Regions from separate parts of the Zea mays genome. Here region 1 is linked to region 2. A link is a contact called in public Hi-C data. All regions are on one chromosome and are shown on one strand. Each heading gives the region's core, a stretch centred on a gene start, on an enhancer-like site or on the middle of the called end of the contact. The rest is flanking DNA. Distances are from core to core; before and after follow the strand shown.

Region 1 (3,877 bases), core at 985-3,484, 620 kb before region 2:
GTCCTGAAGTTACAAAATACAAGGGGTAGGTTTTGATCTTTATTTCTTTCAAGGTCGCTGCCGAAGAATGGTTAGTTAATGTTTCTCATATCTATTTTCATGGTTCCTTCTCAATTTAAGGCAAAATTATGTTTCATGGTTGTTGTGTTTACAGAGGGAAAGCATGTCATTTTTTATCTTTATTTCTTTGTATAAGGTTGCTTAAGATGGTTAAATATATGGTTTCATAGTTGTGTTTTATAGGGTTTCATGATTCTCTTCAAATTTTTATAATCCAACTTGCTAAAGCAAGAACAAACATGCTCAACAAACTAAAGACCCTAAAGCCAAAGGGATACATCTAATTGTTCCCAAAATCCTTAAGACCTGCAAGAAGACATCATCATTCAACACTCAACACGAGGAAGTAGATTCCTAGAGTTGGAAGGAGAAAGGGGACACAAACTAGTAGTGATAGAGGTGGCGAGAAGTCCAGCTCCACAAACACCATACAATTGCTGACAACAAAGCATTACAAAAATATCCATGATCACTATGTGCTGATCAAGACTCTACTTTGGTGGGAAATACTCCCCAAGGTTCCACCTTTATAAGGAGGATGCATGATTGGTACTTGAGAGTAGCTTTAGTTGGCATCGACGTAATTATTTCTTTTATACTAGACATGCTTTTGTAAGTGTCCCAAACACAACTATAGTACCTTCAATGATATTCACTTGATGTTTAACCTCAAGATACTTGGCACCCAACTATTGACAGTGTGGTTCCTCTAAGTATCACTTGTAGACAAACATGTGTTGTTATTAATATATTGTATCGAGTTTCAATCTATGACATGCACATGTTTTTGTAGAGTGCATCATGACGAGGAGGAGATGGGTATAGTCAAGATCCATTTGCTCAAGAAAAGAGAAGAGTTTGGTATCCGAACCCGATGGAAAATTAGAGAAGAATCACACATTTACAATTGGACTTGGTGTCTATGTATTTTAGGGCAAGATTGAAGATGAATTATGGAGATTAAAAATGAGTTGGAAAAAGACTCTAAGACTAACTACTGCATCTACATAGGACATGAACTACTTAAATTTTGAAACAAGAAATGCATAGTTTTTTCATACAACTTTGCATAAGTCTACCTTTACGTAGTTTACACTAATAATTTCAATTAAAAAACTATTGTCTTAACATATGCATTAATTAAATTCATACATGGAGTATTGGATCTATATATTGATTTATCTCGGGGATAGAAAGTTAGTTGTTCTAGAGATTAACCTACTAGCATGTATGAACTATATTCTTGATTGTTTTAAATCGGTGAGGCGTACTTTTTAATATTTATGTATTATTTAGATATGGTACTATAGTTAATTAGGATTAGACAAAGTTCATTAGTAATATGTCAAAAAATTGAACTTTTCAAAGTATCTTAAACAAGTGGCAAATTTACAAATCGTGGGTGTAAATAAATTTTCACCGACGATTCTTTTGACTAAACCGTCGTAGAACCACCAGTTTAATCAGCTATTTTTACATGTCCTTTCTGTTACGGAAGGTACAAATGCTAGTGAATATATTTAGGAGTATAAATACAGAGCTTATGTGTAATAGTATTGTGGCCCTGTTTGTTTACCGTATAGATTATATAATCCAGCTTAAATATGTTTAGTGGCAAACGAACAACGCATATTATTGGAGTGGATTATATAATCTAGCAACCTAGATTATGATAATCTGTAAGTAGGTCGTTTGGTGCTTATTTTAGATTATTGTTCTGTTTGAACAAACATCTCTAATATAATAGGATTAGATAAACGGGATTGCGTAGTCGTCCGAATTATATAACCTATATAAAATAAGGTGGATTATATAATAATGCAAGAAAAATAAACAGGCCCTATGCCACGCGTGACGTGAATCAAGGGCAGAGCTGACTATTTCATCGCCAAACGAACAAACAGTGGTCGCTAGCTTTGTACAGTGATAGTGGGAGACAGTAGCTCCCCACCACAGCACCAGAACCACCACTACATGCTTCTGCCTGCGGCACCAAATGGAGGAGGGGATATTCCGTGTCAGGCAGCCAGAGACACTTGTGCCTGCTGCTGGCTACACTCACCGATCGCGTTGTCGGCGATCCACACCGGCCGGCCGGTGTGGGCAGGCCTAACATCGACAGCGATCGATAGGCCGCCGCAGATTCCCCCGGTCTCAAGTTGTCCCCTCGCCCCCACTCTAGTGGCTAGCTAGCTTGCAGGAGCTGCTGCCCTTTCCCCTCCCCTCCCATCCACGACTAGTCCTTCCTTGCCTCCATCGATCCCTCCGCGTGCACTCGATGTGCAGATGGAAAAGGGAGGTTCTAATGGGTGCCTTTTATATCTTGCTCCAGGGTTAAAGGAGATCAAAAGCGGCTTTGTTTGTAGCGTCAGAATTCAACCTCTGCATAGGCCATGATGCCCCGATGATGGGTGCCAAGTAGAGATCACATTACTTCTGACCATAACGTTCGATCGCTCCCCACCTCAGCCAGCCAGCTGCCTCAAGACGATACGGAGCTGGCTAGCTAGTAGGAAAACGCTACTGCTAAACTTGTCCAGGAAACTCGATTCGCATATGATTCTGCTTTGCTGCGGGATGGCACAAGCGTCATCGATCGTTCTCGCGGTGCAATATTGTTTAGGCTTTCAGCTAGCAGCTGCATATTGTAACATATTTGGAAGAATTAAGAATAGAGATAGCACTACAAGAAAATATTGAAGGAACGTCGGTCACTTTAATAGGCTGTTTGGTTTGAGGAATGAGCTAGTCTATTATCTTCTCACTCCTCATTTTTTTGTTTGGTTTGTGGAATGGAATGAGTTGATCCATCATCACCTCATTACTCATAGTTAGTTAGTTAGTACTAATATGAGGAAATGTGTCATCCCACCAAATTTGAGGAATGGAACCATGATGCACCACCATATTTTGGATGAAGTGATTCCTCAAACCAAACACCCCCTAAGTGTGTCGGCCCCGACACTATTAATACGAGTATTGGATCAAGAGAGAATTATTGTACATGTCACGTAGATGTGACCACCTGATTTTTTTTATTTACTTTATTAGAGACTCCAAGTGAGATGGGATATTAATAAAGGTTGTACATGTACTTAGTGAAGGTGGTTTCTTATTAATTTGTAATAATTAGTTAGGATATCGGAATTTTCAAAACACCGCATAGCATGCAGTGGGCTAGTCCGAATGTTGGCCGAGAGCAGGTAGGATAAAGAATTTTCTGCAGGCCGCAAGTCTGAAAGGATTGTCGAAATATTGGGCTCACAAAATCTAAAAGTGTCGGTTCATTTAAATAAGAGTGTGGATTTTTGGCTCACACTCTTTATCTAGTTTCTTGTAGTATGGACCCTCGTTAAATTTTTTGTCATCTTTTTTTTATGGTTTAATAAATTGGATATAAAAGCTGGCACGAACTATTAGCATTGAGCCTTGTTAAAATTCATAAAATATAAACCTCAAATTTATCGTGTATGCTCTCAAATGTTTGGTATAAAATTCGGATACAGATACACATAATTTTTCAATTCTTCGTTGTAGGAGCAAATAATCCAAAAAAACTATGCAATATTTTGTTCTTGTTTTTTCATAATATGCTTAACAACATAACCAAAACTTAGCACCAAATTCTATGCATACATATTATAAAATATTAAATTTGTCCTATAGGTTGGATGTTCAGAATCCATCCCTAATTAAGACCGTGGTATATATGATGGATGTTGTTGACCGCTATAGTTGGATCCATTTCAAATGATTAATTAAGAGCGCGGTCTCGGTATAGTTGGATTCTGCATTTAAGCTTGAGAGCTAGTGTTGA
Region 2 (4,037 bases), core at 994-3,493:
GGGGGGGGTAAACGGGCTGGCGCGGGGGAGTAATTGAAATCTGCGCGGGTGCATAGTTGGGCCAGGAAATGGAGATTCGGCCCACACGCAGGGAAGTCTCCTTATCTTTTTCTTTTATGTTTTCCTTTCTTTTTCCTTTCCTCTTGATTTCATCATTTGAGTTCAAAAATTTGTTATGAGTTTTCCCATTTATTTTAAATATGCAATTTCAAATACTGTTCTAAATTAGTTTTCTTTATTTGTATATTTATTTTCTCTATATGTTATAGTATTTTCCTTCTCTTCTCAAATTATAGAATTTCCTTTAGAATTCAAATTTCAATTTGGGTACCAACATATTTCTTTTTACATTATTTTTATATTGTCACAAAATGCTCACAAAGCAAAACCACATCATGATGCATAATCCATTTTAGTATCTTTTATTTTAACTAATCACCCTTAATTATAGGTATGCTCTTGTTATGATGAATATATGGCACACAACATAAGGAGATTTACTATATCCTCATCATATACATTTTTGGGTATTACACATCTGCATTTACCCTTAAATCCGGGTGTGACAGATACATAGAACTTATCCATTTAACTGGGAAAAATGGACCAACTCTTGTAATATGCATTTGACGGCCAGACGCTCCACATGAAGTTGCTTCGCCTCGATACACCCTTCCCAATGATGCCACGTGACACCTCTAATTAAACTCGGCGAAACCACCCTTCCATAACGCCAGGTGGTTTTGAGGCTCAACCACCAAAACAGTTGTGAGTAGCGTACTGCATATGCGTCCCTCACATGATTGGTAGCCCGGCTGGTTGTGCGTTGACAGTGGTCGCAGACATGATTGGCTTCCTGTGTCGGACGAGGTGAGCCTGCACACACATGTAGCATAGGCAATTTTTACTGCTCAGCACATGCAATTTTTTCTGCTCCCACCTGCACGCGTGGAGACCAATCACTCGGATTCCGCAGGCCGTGTGGAGCGTGCAGGTGGGAGCAGGCCGGCAGATGCTCGCGGGCATAGGAACCAATCACTCGGATAGTGTATAAACACTAATTTTATTGCAATCCTTTTCTTCAACAAACACTACAACTTTACCAAAAACGAAAGAAACGAAAAGGAAACATCGGTGCTGCTACTTAGTCTGCACTTGAATCATAATCTTGCGGAACAGCTCTGCCTCCCATTCCACCAACACCTCCAACTCCAACAGATCAATCCGTCAACTTTGCTGGCCAACCCTGTACATAATTACACGGATGATAATGCCCATCACATCCTGGATCATCATCCTCTGTTGCACAGCTCAAGGCAGCATGGATCATCTTGTCCGGACGAACCCAACCATGTTAATCTGATCTCCATGTGTTCGGCCACCTTCAACCAACTCCTCAGATTAACTTGTAGGATGTTTTTTCACATGATGCTGCATCCAGGGTCCTGTTCTTGCTGCGGGTATGCTGCAGGATAGGAGTAGGCGGCGGGGTAGGGCGGCATGGCGTTGTACTGCTGGTAGGCGGCAGGGTACGAGACCGACGGCATCGCCTGGTAATGGCCGCCGTAGCCCCCACCGCCGCCACTGCTCTTGCCGCCGCTGCTCTCTTTGCTCTCCTTGCCCTCTTTGCCACCACCGTATCCGCCGCCACCGTACATCATGCCACCGGCGCTCCCGTAGCCGTACCCGTCGCCCTTCTTCTTGTCGTCGCCGGAGCTGACGCTGAGCAGCTCCGCGTAGCCGAGGCTGCGCCGAAGGATGGTTGTGAGCGTGATGGGGTCGACTCCATCGCCGACGACGGTGATCTTGTCGCCCTCCATCGTGGCGGACGTCACACCTGCGGAATCGTCCGGCACCCCAGGAAGCAGCAATTGTCAGAACCTGGGACTTGATGATGATGATGCCAATCAAATCGCAGTGATTGTTGTAGGTTGGTCTTACCGTTCATTCCCACAGCTGCCTTGAAGGCCTTCCTCCTCTTCCTCTCGTCATCCAGGGGCAACTTGAGCACAATCTTTTGCTGCAGCGAGAAATCGAAGAACACAGAATGAGCTCAGAACAAAAACCAAAACATTCAGGCACAGAAACGAAGACGGCAGGATGAGCAACCAACCTTGCCCATCTCTGTTCCACGGAACCAGGCCGTACAACAGTACTGGACTGGTCTGTACTTGGAGTCAATAGTATCTCGTGCGATATGATTGCTGAGCAAGACAAGAGGAGCTCTCGTGTGTTTGAGACACGAAGTACATGGCCACCACCACCTTATTTATAGGCAGGCAGGCAGGCAATGAGCAGGACGGCAGGTTGAGAGAGAGAAGGGTTTCCTAATTCCTATTATAATAAATATGTAACCACTGTATGTATGGGAGGAAGCAGCAAAGAAGGCTCTGGACAGAGAAGATGAAGCTTAGCAACAAAATGGAAGAAGAGAACAGCCAACCAATCAATCAGCAAGCAGTGCACGGCTACTGAATAATCCACGAGACGCACTGTGCCAAATGCCCAGCTCACGCTGAAGCTGGCTGGAGTTCGTGGAACCTCAACATCAGCGAGTGGCTGGTAGGGTCTGGTCGGTGCTACCGTGCCACAACTTTCCACACACCTTGATTATAGCTACCTAGCTAGTTCATTTCAGCACACCACAACACAGGTCAAGTCTCTATCTCCTTGTGTCCATATTTTCCTTCTCTCTCTTTCTTTCCCAGATCAATCTCTCCTCTCTCCCTCTAATTAAACTGATTGCAAGGCAAAAATGTTTGCTGGCGTACTATCACTTACAGTAGCAATTAGTGGCGGCCTGGCTATTACACCATCACCCACTTTTTTTTAATCAGTTAGCATGGTTGTTATACATACTAATTATTTGATACCTAGGAAACTCATGCGCTAAAATGAAATTTATCAAACTTCCGTTCCTAGCTTTTGAAATTGGATTAAACCAACAGCTGGCGCCTGGCGGACAGCATTTTCTTGTTTATATTACTGTAGGAGTATCATTTAGCTGTTTGTGCTGTCGGCTGTTGGTGATAGAGTTGGATGCTCTGTCTTGCCATTTCAATGTTTGAAGAAAGGGATAGGCATCAAAAAGGAGGCCGATGAAGTCTACATCGTCATTATGTTTGAAATTGAGGCGCCTGTAGGTCTCTTTCGGTGTGTTTCTTTTACCATGTCTGACACATGAAATTTCCCACGAGAGCTAGTCTGTGAGACACAAAACCGAAGAGAATTAAAGCCCTAAAATCCTTTTCTTATTCAAAAATTAGTAAGAAAAGGATTTTAATTAGTCTCTCTAATCTCCTCCGGCATTTTACCTCCAAAACTAGCTCTCAAAGTTGTATGCTTGAACAAAAAAAGATAAACGTTTGCTGTGAATATATACTGCCAAAAAAACCATGGGGGGTGGGGGGGGGGGGGGGGGGGGGGGGGGGGGAGAGCGCTCAGGATAAAGTTCGGACATGTCGTCTACATGAGAGTTTTACGGCTGGTATTGTTGTGTGTAGTACAAGATAGCTCAGGCCAGGATTTACAAACAAAATTTCGCTGAAATTCCAAATACAAGATAGCTCAGGCCACGAAAGAATTAATTATTCAATCTTTGCAGGTCACACGAGTGTCCGTAACTGTTATAGGGCACTACATCCGTGCTTTATAGGGCACTACAGTACCGCCGGCTCTGTTGGGCTCTGATAGTAACATATTTTCACTAGTGGGGCAGTAGAAATAGTTCTGTTGAGGGCTAAAATGAGCAACCGGACTGTCTAAGGTGAGACGAATTCACCAATTTAGGGTGTGTTTGGTTCGGCGACAGCCAGGACAGGGTCGTCCTCTGCCGTCCTCTCTCGTCCTTATAATTTTGAAAAATAACTAGAGATAACATTGTGATAGTACTGTTCCAACCATTGATCCTAAACCAAACGACTTTATTTTAGGAATCGTCTCATCCCGTCACGTCCTGTCATTGCAACCAAATGCACCTGAAGGAACCACCAATACATTTAAATCATTATAAATTAATTAGCCAAAGTTCACATTCA

Evidence for each region. Hi-C and Micro-C count contacts between places; a contact is called where the count stands out from the background.
Region 1: a contact with region 2 is called in a Hi-C map of ear, with 2.7 times the contacts expected there. The contact joins the enhancer-like site here to the promoter of LOC100284161 in region 2. A contact is called at or near these places in 2 of 25 Hi-C or Micro-C datasets (ear and tassel).

Annotation. Positions count from the first base shown.
Region 1 is chr7:79,795,353-79,799,229 of Zm-B73-REFERENCE-NAM-5.0, reverse strand. No RefSeq gene overlaps it. Among protein-coding and RNA genes, the nearest start is that of LOC109940994, 9.8 kb to the right of the region's middle. Within about 2 kb of position 2,234, at least 14 of the 20 cell types and tissues checked have an H3K27ac peak or open chromatin away from gene starts, as enhancers often do. A contact at or near this core is called in ear and tassel, where this site is marked.
Region 2 is chr7:79,170,518-79,174,554 of Zm-B73-REFERENCE-NAM-5.0, reverse strand. LOC100284161 (heavy metal-associated domain containing protein) reads right to left here and starts at 2,243. Exons shown (of 3, transcript NM_001157058.2): 1 at 2,114-2,243; 2 at 1,942-2,020; 3 at 1,006-1,837. The coding sequence starts at 2,122. The coding sequence ends at 1,422.